Regions from separate parts of the Anser cygnoides genome. Here region 1 is linked to region 2. The links are chromatin contacts, called in public Hi-C maps. All regions are on one chromosome and are shown on one strand. Each heading gives the region's core, a stretch centred on a gene start, on an enhancer-like site or on the middle of the called end of the contact. The rest is flanking DNA. Distances are from core to core; before and after follow the strand shown. Region 1 holds the start of KCNJ11 (potassium inwardly rectifying channel subfamily J member 11). Region 2 overlaps SOX6 (SRY-box transcription factor 6).

Region 1 (6,056 bases), core at 2,564-5,063, 740 kb before region 2:
GCCTAACGCAAGTATTCATCCCATAAAGACTTAGGAAATCACCACTCTGCAGGACTTGCCTGGAAAGGGATGCAAGGGAGCAAAACACACAGCTCATCATGATTTTTGGAAGTGGAAGACCGTATTAGATCTTGAAGTTATAAAACATAAGATCGTAAAGTGCAAGTGACTTTGTAATTGGGGGTAGGTTTCCATTGTAAATGGGGCTTACATTTCATAAGGCATCATTGCAGGACAGCAGGGTATGAGAGTTGGTTTGTAGCCAAATATTATACATCTTTTTCATGGTATCACACTACCAGATAAATGTGTGAACATAGAGGCCTCTTAGCTGCCACTTGGACAGAAGACATTTTATGTTTCCTCAGTGTATTTTTACCTGTTTATATGGGGCCAAATCCCAGAGAGTTTGTGCTCCCTAACTCCAAAGGCTTGGCGTCTCAACAGTGAGCAGAAGCCATATCTAAAAAGATTATTCAATGGTGGGAGCTGTAAAGTCAGAGATGATGGAAAGCTCACTGCTGTTATTGGGTCTTTTAACCTGTTGCTTTGGGTCGGATGGTCCAGAAGTCCCTGTTGAATCAGGCTCACAAACATACAAAGCACAGCAATAGCGCATTACTAAGCAAAGTATTGCACTAGATGAGAACAAGACAGCCCCAGAGCAGCCATGTGAGGATGGGGAGCTGTCACATCTAGACCCTATTTCTCCTCTAGCATGGGGCTTGGCTCAGTCCCAAAGATGTTGGCAGGATAGGCTGCCCCTGGCAATGCAACCAGGGCTTTTTCCACCCTGCTGCCTTCCATAAAGACTTCCACTCCACAAACATCTTTTTGTCTTTATCCCCTTGTCTCACCACAGCCACTTCATCCTGTTGCACTCATTTCTAAGGGAATGCTGTTTTCTTGGAAGGCCAAGAAGCACAGCGTGCCTGCCACATTAGCCCTCTTCCATCTCTGCTCATGCCTTCCTCTGCGATTTTGAATGGCCAGCTCTGATCTCTGCTCTGTTTCCCTGCTCATACAGCGAGGGCATTTGTGAGGCTTAGTTCAGGTTAGGCTAGCACCACATAACCCTTGAAACAAAGGTCTATTTCCACAGGTGCCAAATCAATTTTAAGTTAATAGTTATAGTAATATCTTATTGGTAGTCATTAAATTAGGAAAAAGCAGAAGAAAATGTTTTGAAATGTAAAAACTATTTCATGGATGAAAACAATGTACCCTGCATGATTCCACACTACAGCCTTCAAGTGTGGGTTTGTTCCTGTGAGCCCAATTTGTTCAGCAGCTCTTAACACAAATATGTTGGCTCACACCAAAGATCTGTCACTTTTCTCCTTTAAGTATCTGTCACTTGATCCACAAAGACAGGGCTTCTTTTCGTTCTGCTCTAGAAATTCTTCAGCAGAAGCCACTTGCCTTCCTGTCCTAACTAAACCAACAAGTGCTGGATAGGAAACAGTGAAGGAAAAGAAGGTAAGTGGAAGATGACAGTCCCAATAAAGAACAGAAGGGGAAACAAGGGAACACCCTTCTAGCACTATAGAGTTCAGGATTCCTTAAACCAACAGGGTAAACATGTTCATGCAGCACTCCTTGCTGCAGTAGGCTGCACGGGTCATTCCTAGCACCAGCCTAGGAAGCAATTCACCTTTCTGATACATGGGCTTTAAAACACACTGCCACCTTGATGCATTTTTTTCATTCTACACTCATGTAGTTGCCGCCCTCTGGAGGAAGAGGTACAGAATAAGACAACGCTGAGAGAAAAGCAAGAAAAAAAGTGCAGCAAAGGCATGTCTGTTTCCATCTCTGTAAAAGAGTGACATGCTACCAGTACGTACTACTACTACATGATGGTGCAGAGCCTCTTTATGATCACTTCAGAAGTGCTGGAAATAACTGTGAGCTGCCCTCGGAGAATCGCACTTTTCAGAAGTAATGTTTCAGATTGCTTTTTTTTTTTTCAAATGTTTAGGAAAAAAGTACAAAAGATCATTTTTAAAGTTAAATTGTATATACAAACCATGTACTTGGAGCATTTAAATTTTAGCCTTTTGTTTTGTTTGGTGCAGGTGGCATATTCACAGCAAGAACACACAAAGTGTCTAGCAGAGAAAACAATACAGAGAAGAAGTATCTTTGGCCAAGTTCAGCAGCCTGGCAGCCAGGTTCCAGGACACCTTGTTGTCATTTCAGTATTATTTATCAAAGCAGCTAGAAAGGTGACCCAGAACAAGAGAAAAAGTGGAGTATTGGGAAATCAATCCTGTCAGAAAGAACATTAGCGTCCAAGGACATGCAACTAGTCATAGTAGAATAGCAGTAGTAGAAATAGCCTCAAATAACAGTAAGCAATTAATTACAAGTCCTATAATGCTTGCTTAGAGACCTCAAAATGATTATTTAGAAAATACTAATTCTGATATCCCTTAGTAGGCTACAGTTAGCAGCTGTTGGTGGTGAAAGTTAATTCCAACCTCCTCACCTGGCTGGCTCCCAGCCAGCAGCTGGGCAATTGCATTGCCCCCGCAATCAATAACTGCTTACCGTGTACACCAGAGCACTTAAGAGCCAAAACTGAAGGGAAAGTCCACCAACACACGCAATTAGAAAAACACAGTATTAAATCCACTAGCACTTAAGAAAAAAACCCTTATCCAGAATATGCTAGGATGCTTTAGCAAACCTACAACTTTGGTGTCTAGACTGAAATAGAAAGAAAATACTTAATCAGAGTAAGTAAACACGATGGAGAATATTGCTATTTAATCAGCACGACAAAAATGTCAGAGTGTTTTTAAATAACCCATCTTGTCCCAAAGACATGCCCTTATCTGTACACATATATATGTATTTATACGCACACCAGCACCATACCATTACACGCAAGTTCTTGTGTCCTGCCTCTTTTTGTTCTGCCTTCTGGCAATTTTGGTGTCTTTGTCACCACGGGTTAACGATTTGCAGCCAGCTCACTCCTTTGCAACTTTTACCACTATTTAGGCAGTAGACATTTTCCTGAGATGTCAGCTGCCATTACAGCTCAAGTCATTTCACCAGATCCTTGGTTCAGAAAAAGCCTTCCTTAGTAAGGCTGAATAACGCTGGCAAATTTCATGAGAGTGAGTGGGAATGAGCCCTTTAATTCCAGATCTCTTTTTAACCATTACACCCTCGGCCTTGGCCTCTTCAAGCAAGTTTCTTCCCACTCCCTGCCTGAATTTCTCATTAGCTATAAGCTTACACCAAAATGCATAGGCAAATTGCAGGAATTCGAGACTTTTTTTTTTTTTCCTTCTGTTGAAGATTTCATTTTACAGAGAATCCCCCAAATCATTTTCCCCTCAGTTTCACCCAATTATCACCCGACCTGCAATCACGCCGGGTAGCCGGCGCTAATGGAAGCCAGCAACTGGCGGCGAGTCCGACCTCGAGCAAATATTGACAGAAACGGCTTCCAGAGGCCGGGGGGGACGCTCGCACCGCCCGCGCTCCCCTTTCCTGAGGTAAACCTGGGGTAAAAACGTAACGAGAAACGCCCCCGGCGCTCACCGGGGAGCCGTTTCCCCCCGGGACGACGATCGGGAGCGGCGCCCGTTACCCGCGGACCGTTACGCGGAGCTCCGCGCGCGCGCGCAGGGGGCGCCGCCTCAGCGCCTCGTCCCTCAGCGCCTCGTCCCTCAGCGCCCCGGGGCCGTTCCCGGCTCGCCGACCGCCACCCCCGAGGCCGCGACCGGCCGAGCCCGGCCCCGCACGCCGAGAACCTCGGCGTGTGGGGCCGGGCTCGGCCGGTCGCGGCCTCCGGGGCGCCGCCTGGCGGCCCCGTCCCTTCCCCGCTGCGGCGGCGCCGTGAGCCCGTTCGGCCCCCGCCCCCGGCGGCAGCGGGAGCGGGCATGGGGCGGCGCTGAGCGGCGGAGCGGCGGCGGGGAGCCATGCTGTCGAGGAAGGGGATCATCCCCGAGGAGTACGTGCTGACCCGGCTGGCGGAGGATGTGCCGGAGCACGCCCGGTACCGAGCCCGGGAGCGGCGGGCGCGCTTCGTGGGCAAGAACGGCGCCTGCAACGTGGCCCACAAGAACATCCGCGAGCAGGGCAGGTTCCTGCAGGACGTCTTCACCACGCTGGTGGACCTCAAGTGGCCCCACACGCTGCTCATCTTCACCATGTCCTTCCTCTGCAGCTGGCTGCTCTTTGGCATGGTCTGGTGGCTCATCGCCTTCGCCCACGGAGACCTGGACCACAGCACTCGGCTGCAGCGGGACCCGGCCAGGGCGGCGGAGGGGGTCCCGGACGGCTTTGTGCCCTGCGTGACCAGCATCCACTCCTTCACCTCCGCCTTCCTCTTCTCCATCGAGGTGCAGGTGACCATCGGCTTCGGGGGACGCATGGTGACGGAGGAGTGCCCGGCCGCCATCCTGGTGCTGATTGTGCAGAACATCGTGGGGCTGGTGATCAACGCCATTATGCTGGGCTGCATTTTCATGAAGACCTCGCAGGCCCACCGCCGTGCCGAGACCCTCATCTTCAGCAAGCACGCGGTCATCGCCCTGCGGGAGGGCAAGCTCTGCTTCATGCTGAGGGTGGGCGACCTCCGGAAGAGCATGATCATCAGCGCCACCATCCGCATGCAGGTGGTGAAGAAGACGGCCAGCCTGGAGGGGGAGGTGGTGCCCCTCAACCAGATCGACATCCAGATGGAGAACCCCGTGGGGGGCAACAGCATCTTCCTCGTCTCCCCACTCATCATCTACCACGTGATAGACAAGAACAGCCCCCTCTACGACATCTCCCCTGTGAACCTGCACCACCATGAGGATCTGGAGATCATCGTCATCTTGGAAGGGGTGGTGGAGACCACCGGCATCACCACTCAAGCCAGAACCTCCTACCTGGCAGATGAAATCCTCTGGGGCCAAAGATTCGTGCCCATAGTGGCAGAGGAAGATGGGCGATACTCTGTGGACTATTCTAAATTTGGCAACACAGTGAAAGTGCCCACCCCTTCATGCACTGCCAGGCAGCTGGAGGAGGACAGGAGCATCATGGACACCATGCCATTATCCCCGAAAGGCACCATAAGGAAGAGGTCTGTCAAGCTAAAGCCCAAGTTCACCATAACCGATGAGCCTTCCTGATGCCTTTTGACGGGGAAGCTCTGTTAGGGCTTTGTGTCTGAAAGATCTCATAAACTCAAAACACTGAGGTGGCCTCTGTTGCTTTTTTTAAAATTCAGGTTGGTAGAACAAGGTATGTTCTGGTGTTATTTATTGTGGGATAAATCTAAAGCTAATTATATTTTTTTAAAGGTGCAAGAGATTTCAAGCAGCACTGTATGAGTAGGAAAATCATGATCTGCAGCTTTAAATTTCAGTTCAGACTGTCGTATTTAGTTGCACGATCATTTTGTATTGATTAATCTGCAGGTAATTACATATTTTTCTCAAAAAATAAATGTATATTTATTCTCGGAGATTGCAGTACTTAGGGTCTTGCAGTGTATGTCCTAAAGTCGGTAGATTTTAACTGTATTTTTCTAACTTGAACAATCATATATAATATAGCAAAATAAAATAATTAATAAAGTCAGCTGAATTTAAATGATAACAAAAAGGTCAGGCAGTGCTATACATGACGTAAGACCAGATCTAGGACTGTTTATGCTATTACACTCTATGTCTTAAAGAAATTAACTGCTGGATTTGCTTCATCCATATTGTATTGTATGAAGCCACTCCTACTACATGCAATATGAAATGTATTTGAATATTTAATTTTGTTTATTTTAAAACCCTTTACACTTCCCAAATAAAACATTCAAGAATACCTTTTTGGACTGCATATTTCTGATAGTAAGCAATGAGTTGCCTTTAAAAAGAGCAGCAGAACTGAGATTAATTATAAATAGGAAAAAAATCTGTATTCTTATTGTCTGAAGGGAGAGGAGGAATGGCCCCTCCTTCCACACACTGAGCCACACAGCAATGGGATACCCAGTAAAAAAATTAATCTCTGCTTTAGGTCAGAGTGAATTCTGTTAGATAATCAGGAAA
Region 2 (5,739 bases), core at 2,897-5,396:
ATTTTTTTTTCCAGAAAATGGTAAAGTACTCAGGAATCTGGAGACAGGATATTCTTAAGTAGTGAACATGGTTGCCATAGTGCATGTGCCCAATTGCTTTTGCCTCTTGATGCCATTAGTGTGAAATTTTAAGTAAGCACAAAAGAGCGATCACCAGCTATGGACAGGCCTGTCTTAGCAGTGTGAGGCCACCTCTGACTACATTCTTTACCCCTTTGCTTTTAACCCTTGCATTCAGTCTTAACACATTTTCTCTTAAATAATTTATTCATTCCAGAATGTCAAGGGTCCAAATACTTAATATTTATTTTTAAAAGTACTGTTGGTGGCATTACACTTAAAATTCCTTATTGATACTTTAAAGAGTGCTTTCTTTCTCTTCCCCTAAATTACACAGGTATATGAAAAAAAAAGTGCACCTGCTACTAAAATGAATATGACATTTATGAATGAGAAATTCAGTTGTTTCCATAACACTATATGTTCAAGGAGCACTTGTAAACACTCAGCCTTTTATAATGCAAAATAGAGTACTTATATATGTACATACAATACAAATACTCCTAAACTTTGTGTTTATGGTTATAAACCTCTATACTAAGATGCACAGCAAAGGCAGATGTAAAATCCAAATTGCACGTAGAGTCCACCATGATGAATTTTTAGGGCCTGTAGAATCCTGCAGTGAATCATGGCTCCATACCTCACGTTCCTATTGTCACCTGAAGGAACTATCTGCTACCTTAAGTATTTATGCAGTGATTTATATGTGAGACTCCTAGTGGGGGAGGTAATGCCACAAAAATATCTGGCTTGCAAAGGTGGGCATACGGTGCATCAAAAATATTTATTAAATATTAGTCATGTGGGAATGCGAGCCAGGTTTTGATGCATGTTTGTCAAGTGCTTTGGGATCTTTGGATGTAAGGTGCTACACAAACTAAATTTTTTAAAATTTGTATTACTACTGGAAACAATGCAATTGCTAGAGAAAATTCTGGGAAATATACAAGAGAGAGACTGAAAGACTGAGAGTTTGTTAATGTTCAGAAATGTCTAAAAAACTGCCTTTATTTTTTTCCCTTGCATTCTGCTCATGTTCATAAATACATCACTGTATGTAATATGCAGATCAAGTGGGCCTAGTGAATACATGTGCTGAAACTCCTCAACTCCCTCAGCTTTTAGTTTGAATTGGATATGTTCAGCAGGTCGATGATAAATTCAGACTCAGGCTGAGAGGTATGAGTGGGCCTAGAGCAGCTCTTCTCGAAATCTGTGGGAATCTTCCCACAGAGCCAAACGGGCTTTGTTTAAGGCCCAGACAATGAAGGAAGTATAATACTAATGCCGGTCATCTTCATGCTGTTGTACTATCTTGCAGAAGTTCATGTCAGGTGCAAGGACGAGATGCTGTATCAGGAGCTGTCAGTTTCTTCATAGCCCCAGTAATACCTCTTAGAGCAGAGCGAGCCATTGTTGCCCCTGCAGAGATCACATTTAGATGTGCGAAAACAACCCCCAAAACAAAGAAGATTGTTCAGTTTACAGAACAATTTATAAAGATAATGACATAGAAACACAATGGTCAGATTCTCTGACCATTTAGTAATTTGGAGCAATATGCTAGATTTTAAATATTTATTTAAACGTATTCTGAGTCCATGTCTAATAAGCAATAAACTGGTCTAGCCAAGACTTTAAAGGCATATGCTGTGTCGTTAGCTGGTGAGCGCCCTCTTTAAGCTGGCTAAGGTACTGATAGAAAGTGGTTTTTGTTCTAACAGTTGCTTGGTAATTTGAACTGTTTTTAATACATTCAGCTCAGATTGGGGGGAGGGTATCATTATTTCCTTAAAAAGAAAAAAAAAAAAAAAGACTATTTATTAATGTCTTACATAATTACATAATTAGAAGTATCTCTCCCTTCCCCCCATGTGACTTTTTCTCTCTTGCTCTCTCTTTTTTTTTTTTTTTTCTGGTTTTGTTGCATCGGTAGAATGCTGTATTGCTAGCATTGTATTTTATGTAATTATTTTTTTGCACAAAGGCAAACATTTAGATTAGTTGGTTAATTTTTTTAAATTTTATGACCATGCCAAAATAATATTCTGCAGGCTTGTGGAGAACAAAGGACTGTTCTTTAGGACTGAAACTTGATTTTGCTTGTAGTACAAAAAAACACACACTCACAGATGTTGTTTCGTAAGTGTTATAAGCACTGGATATAAATGGTATTTTTTATCACTTCTGACTAATGTGAAACTGTTGTACGAAAACTACATGAACAAAAGTCATCTGTTTCGACTCGTGTGGGCCTGCCTCACAGTTGCCGGATTTGAGTCATTTTTTATGTCTTGTTATTTCATTTATTTATGCAAAATACATGTATGTATGAACACTTTGTTTTAGCTCCAGCCCTGCCTCAGTGCTGATGCTCTCTATGTTAAAGCCACATTCTTGAAAATGACTGGCTGTTCAGGAATCGCCAGCTGGTAAAATTGCGTTTATTGGCTGGGGAAGAGGGAGGAACATATTTGAATTTGAATTGTGCATATGAGCATTTATTCTATTTATTAGCCGACATTGGCTCTAAAATGTCAGTAGAAATCAAGGAAGGACAATCATAAGGATAAAAAACACCATTTTTACTTTATTAATCGGAGCTCAAAACAAAGTTTTTGATGAAATTACCATCTCATTTTAGATTTTTTTTAAATTGTGTAAATATAACATAGGAAATAGAATTTTATTTTTTGTTCATGGATACTTAGTGAAGTATAAGTTATGTATTTACTTTTGTTCTATATCAGTGTATGTTGGTCCATATTAAATGCTGACAAGTCACTGTACCTCATGTAGATGCTGAATTTCCACCTGCAGTGTGAGCGCAGTATTGTGGACCTGTAGCTGGGACAGCAAGTTGCCTCACTTGTGCTCTCACTGTTTTTTGATAGCATATCCCACAAACACAGAATACTTTTTCCTTTCTTAGCAAGTTGATACATTAAACATGCCAAGTTTCTGATACAGCTGATAGGAAACAACAGTTAGTTTTCTGAATCCAAGTAAAACTGATGTAATATTTTAATTCTTAACAAGAATGGCGTTTGGAAGTCAAAAGCATATTCCTGGAAAGATTGTCATGACTAAGATGGTCCTTGCAATGCAATCAAGACTTAGTAATATCAAACCTTTATTTTCTACATTAATTAAATCATACTACTGTCATATTAGGCTATAAGACTAGGCAAAAAAGTTCCCACAAAATACAAAGAGGACATATGGAGTTCCTTTTTAACTGTTGTGTTTGAACCCCCCTTAATAACGCTGACTGAAAAAAATACCAATTCCATTCAGGTAATGCAAAAATATAGTAATACTATTTTCTCTGTGAACAAACAGTTTATTTAATTAACAGATACAATATATATTCTTTTTGGAAAATTAGCAAATACTTATTTTCAAGTGAAGAACACTCCTGAAACAGTCTGATACCTAGCTAGAATAGTTCACTTCATGCTTGATAAAAACAGGGCTCAGGTTTATGTGGAGAAATGACTCAGATGAAATGGCCCAGTTCTGGTCGGCACGTGTGCTTCGGCGTCACCATTTAGTTTGTGCAACTGTCTGCTGGGAATACACGGGATCACAAAGTGCTCCTAAATCAGTGTACTCAGGTGCAGCGTGAGGCAGGGGGAGGGCAGAAACGGGATTGCTCCAGGTTGGGAACGCAAAGCAAACAACGGCATTGCAAAGTGTACAGCAGTCAGCTGAGGACAGTTACTGCTCCGAGTGTAAACACAACCACCTCCCAGTGCCATCTGAACCATGGTCCTCTCGCGGGGTTGGCTTTCCGGATTCAGTTTTTGGTCATATCAATGATGTGGCATTTCAAAAATCATTTCCTAGCAAAACATACTACAGGATTAACACTCCCACCCTCCCCCAGCAAAACACTTACCTACCTGATCACTTTTAAGCACGTTAGTACTTCTGTGATGGTCATGAGGACCAGTAAAGTGTTGGTGTTCAGCGGGGTAATCTATGCTGAACTGGTCCACAGTGCGAACAACTGCGCTGGAGATGCGGCCAGCAGAATGTATGATAGAGTTCTTCATGTTTTTATGAGACGTTGATGAATGGGCTTGGACCCTCTGAGTTTTGCATGCTTTTTTAAGATTCAAGTTGGCACTTAAGCATGTTCTTTTAAAAGAATAATGTTATACGACCTCATCTGATCTTTTACAAAACACTTAACTTTTTTGCTTTAAAAAACAACTTCCCCCAAAACAATTTTTAAATAACCCATTAATATATGTGATTTTTCTCAAATCAAACTACATTTTTGATATACTGTAATGTACTACTACAGAAGGAAAAAAATATATATATGTTTATGCAAATATATTTCATTTTAATCCATCGCCCTTTTTTAAGTACCAGATTTGTTGGAAATGGTGACAAAGAAGTATTCTGAGATTTCACACGCTGGGTAAAAAGGGGGTGGGGTGGGGTGAACCAGGCTAAAGGAAAACTTATCAAATTGGTATTTATGGCAATATGAAAGCTATAAAGCAACTTAGTGACATGGCTTGCTTTGTAATTTCCGCTTTCTAAAAACCACAAGTGAGGTCCTTGGTGCTCTTGGAGTATGGGGAATGTGCAAATATTTAACTGTTTGTATGCTGCACATTGCAGACCTGCTAGTGTGCATTCTCCGTTTGTCTTCCTTTGTCATTTGTTTTTTGCTTTCTAGAAAGCAACGTTTTTTTTCTTGTACCCTTCTTCAGCTTGTAGCAAACTAGAATGCTTAGCATTTATGTTCATTCATTATTGTATTTCCCATGTACAAATTTTTTTATTACATTAAGACAAGCTTATAAGCTGTTACTACATAACTTATCTTACTGTAACTCTTATTTCCTGACATTGTAATTTGTTTGTGATGTATATTGTGAGATTGTACTCTATGTTAATTTAATCAGCACAATTCACTGACATGCTGGACTGACATGCTAGCTGCTGTTTCAAATTGTAAAGTTTGTGTAGAGCTGATGGGACAACTGAGACTCTCTTGTCAAGGTACTATGCTTTGATTCCTATAGCAACACGGTGGGTGCAGCTCTTGATGGCGAGGGCTGCTTATTGGGCACCCACTGGCTAATTTAACAGGCAGGTTTTCTTTGTAGAAATTCTATATACAATGCAGGTACCTACCTGGGCCCATGGCTGGTGATTATTTGGGCGTGTAGAGGAAAAACTAGTGTCTATTGCTGCTTTGAATATGTTTTAAAGTCTGAAAATGTAAATAGTTTATCAAAAAAATCTTGTACAGTCCAGTGTAAAGTTTTTAAATGAACTTAAAAGGTTGCCATCACATCTCACACTCTCCTCTTGATACAGGAAGAAAAAAAAATGAGAAAGAAAAAAGTTTGCTAAGGATATTGAGTAAAAAAAAAATCTGTTCTCAGCAACAACAAAAAAGAGAATAGTTATTCTTAGCTCTGCTTCATTGCATAAACAGACTTCTTGAATTTTGTTGTGCAGTATTGACGTGAGGTAAATTAAATATTAAATAATCATTCAGTGGTACTTTTAAAAGTCTTCTCCTCCTCTGCCTCAGTTATTAATGGAAAAGACAAAATTGAAAGACACTGTCCATATACAGTATGTTCTGGTGTACGTTGGCACCTTACCTACATGTTTCGGGTGGGGGGGATTTTTTTTTTTTTTTTT

The links. Hi-C and Micro-C count contacts between places; a contact is called where the count stands out from the background.
Region 1: a Hi-C map of liver shows a contact between it and region 2, with 5 times the contacts expected there. The contact joins the promoter of KCNJ11 here to the enhancer-like site in region 2. A contact is called at or near these places in 2 of 7 Hi-C or Micro-C datasets (both in liver).

What each region holds. Positions count from the first base shown.
Region 1 is chr5:5,775,702-5,781,757 of Taihu_goose_T2T_genome, reverse strand. It overlaps KCNJ11 (potassium inwardly rectifying channel subfamily J member 11), which reads left to right and starts at 3,813. Exons shown (of 1, transcript XM_066997205.1): 1 at 3,813-5,829. The coding sequence starts at 3,939. The coding sequence ends at 5,141.
Region 2 is chr5:5,038,583-5,044,321 of Taihu_goose_T2T_genome, reverse strand. SOX6 (SRY-box transcription factor 6) reads left to right here. Exons shown (of 19, transcript XM_066997638.1): 19 at 1-5,739. Among named protein-coding and RNA genes, the nearest start is that of SOX6, 410 kb to the left of the region's middle. Within about 2 kb of position 4,146, at least 2 of the 3 cell types and tissues checked have open chromatin away from gene starts, as enhancers often do. A contact at or near this core is called in liver, where this site is marked.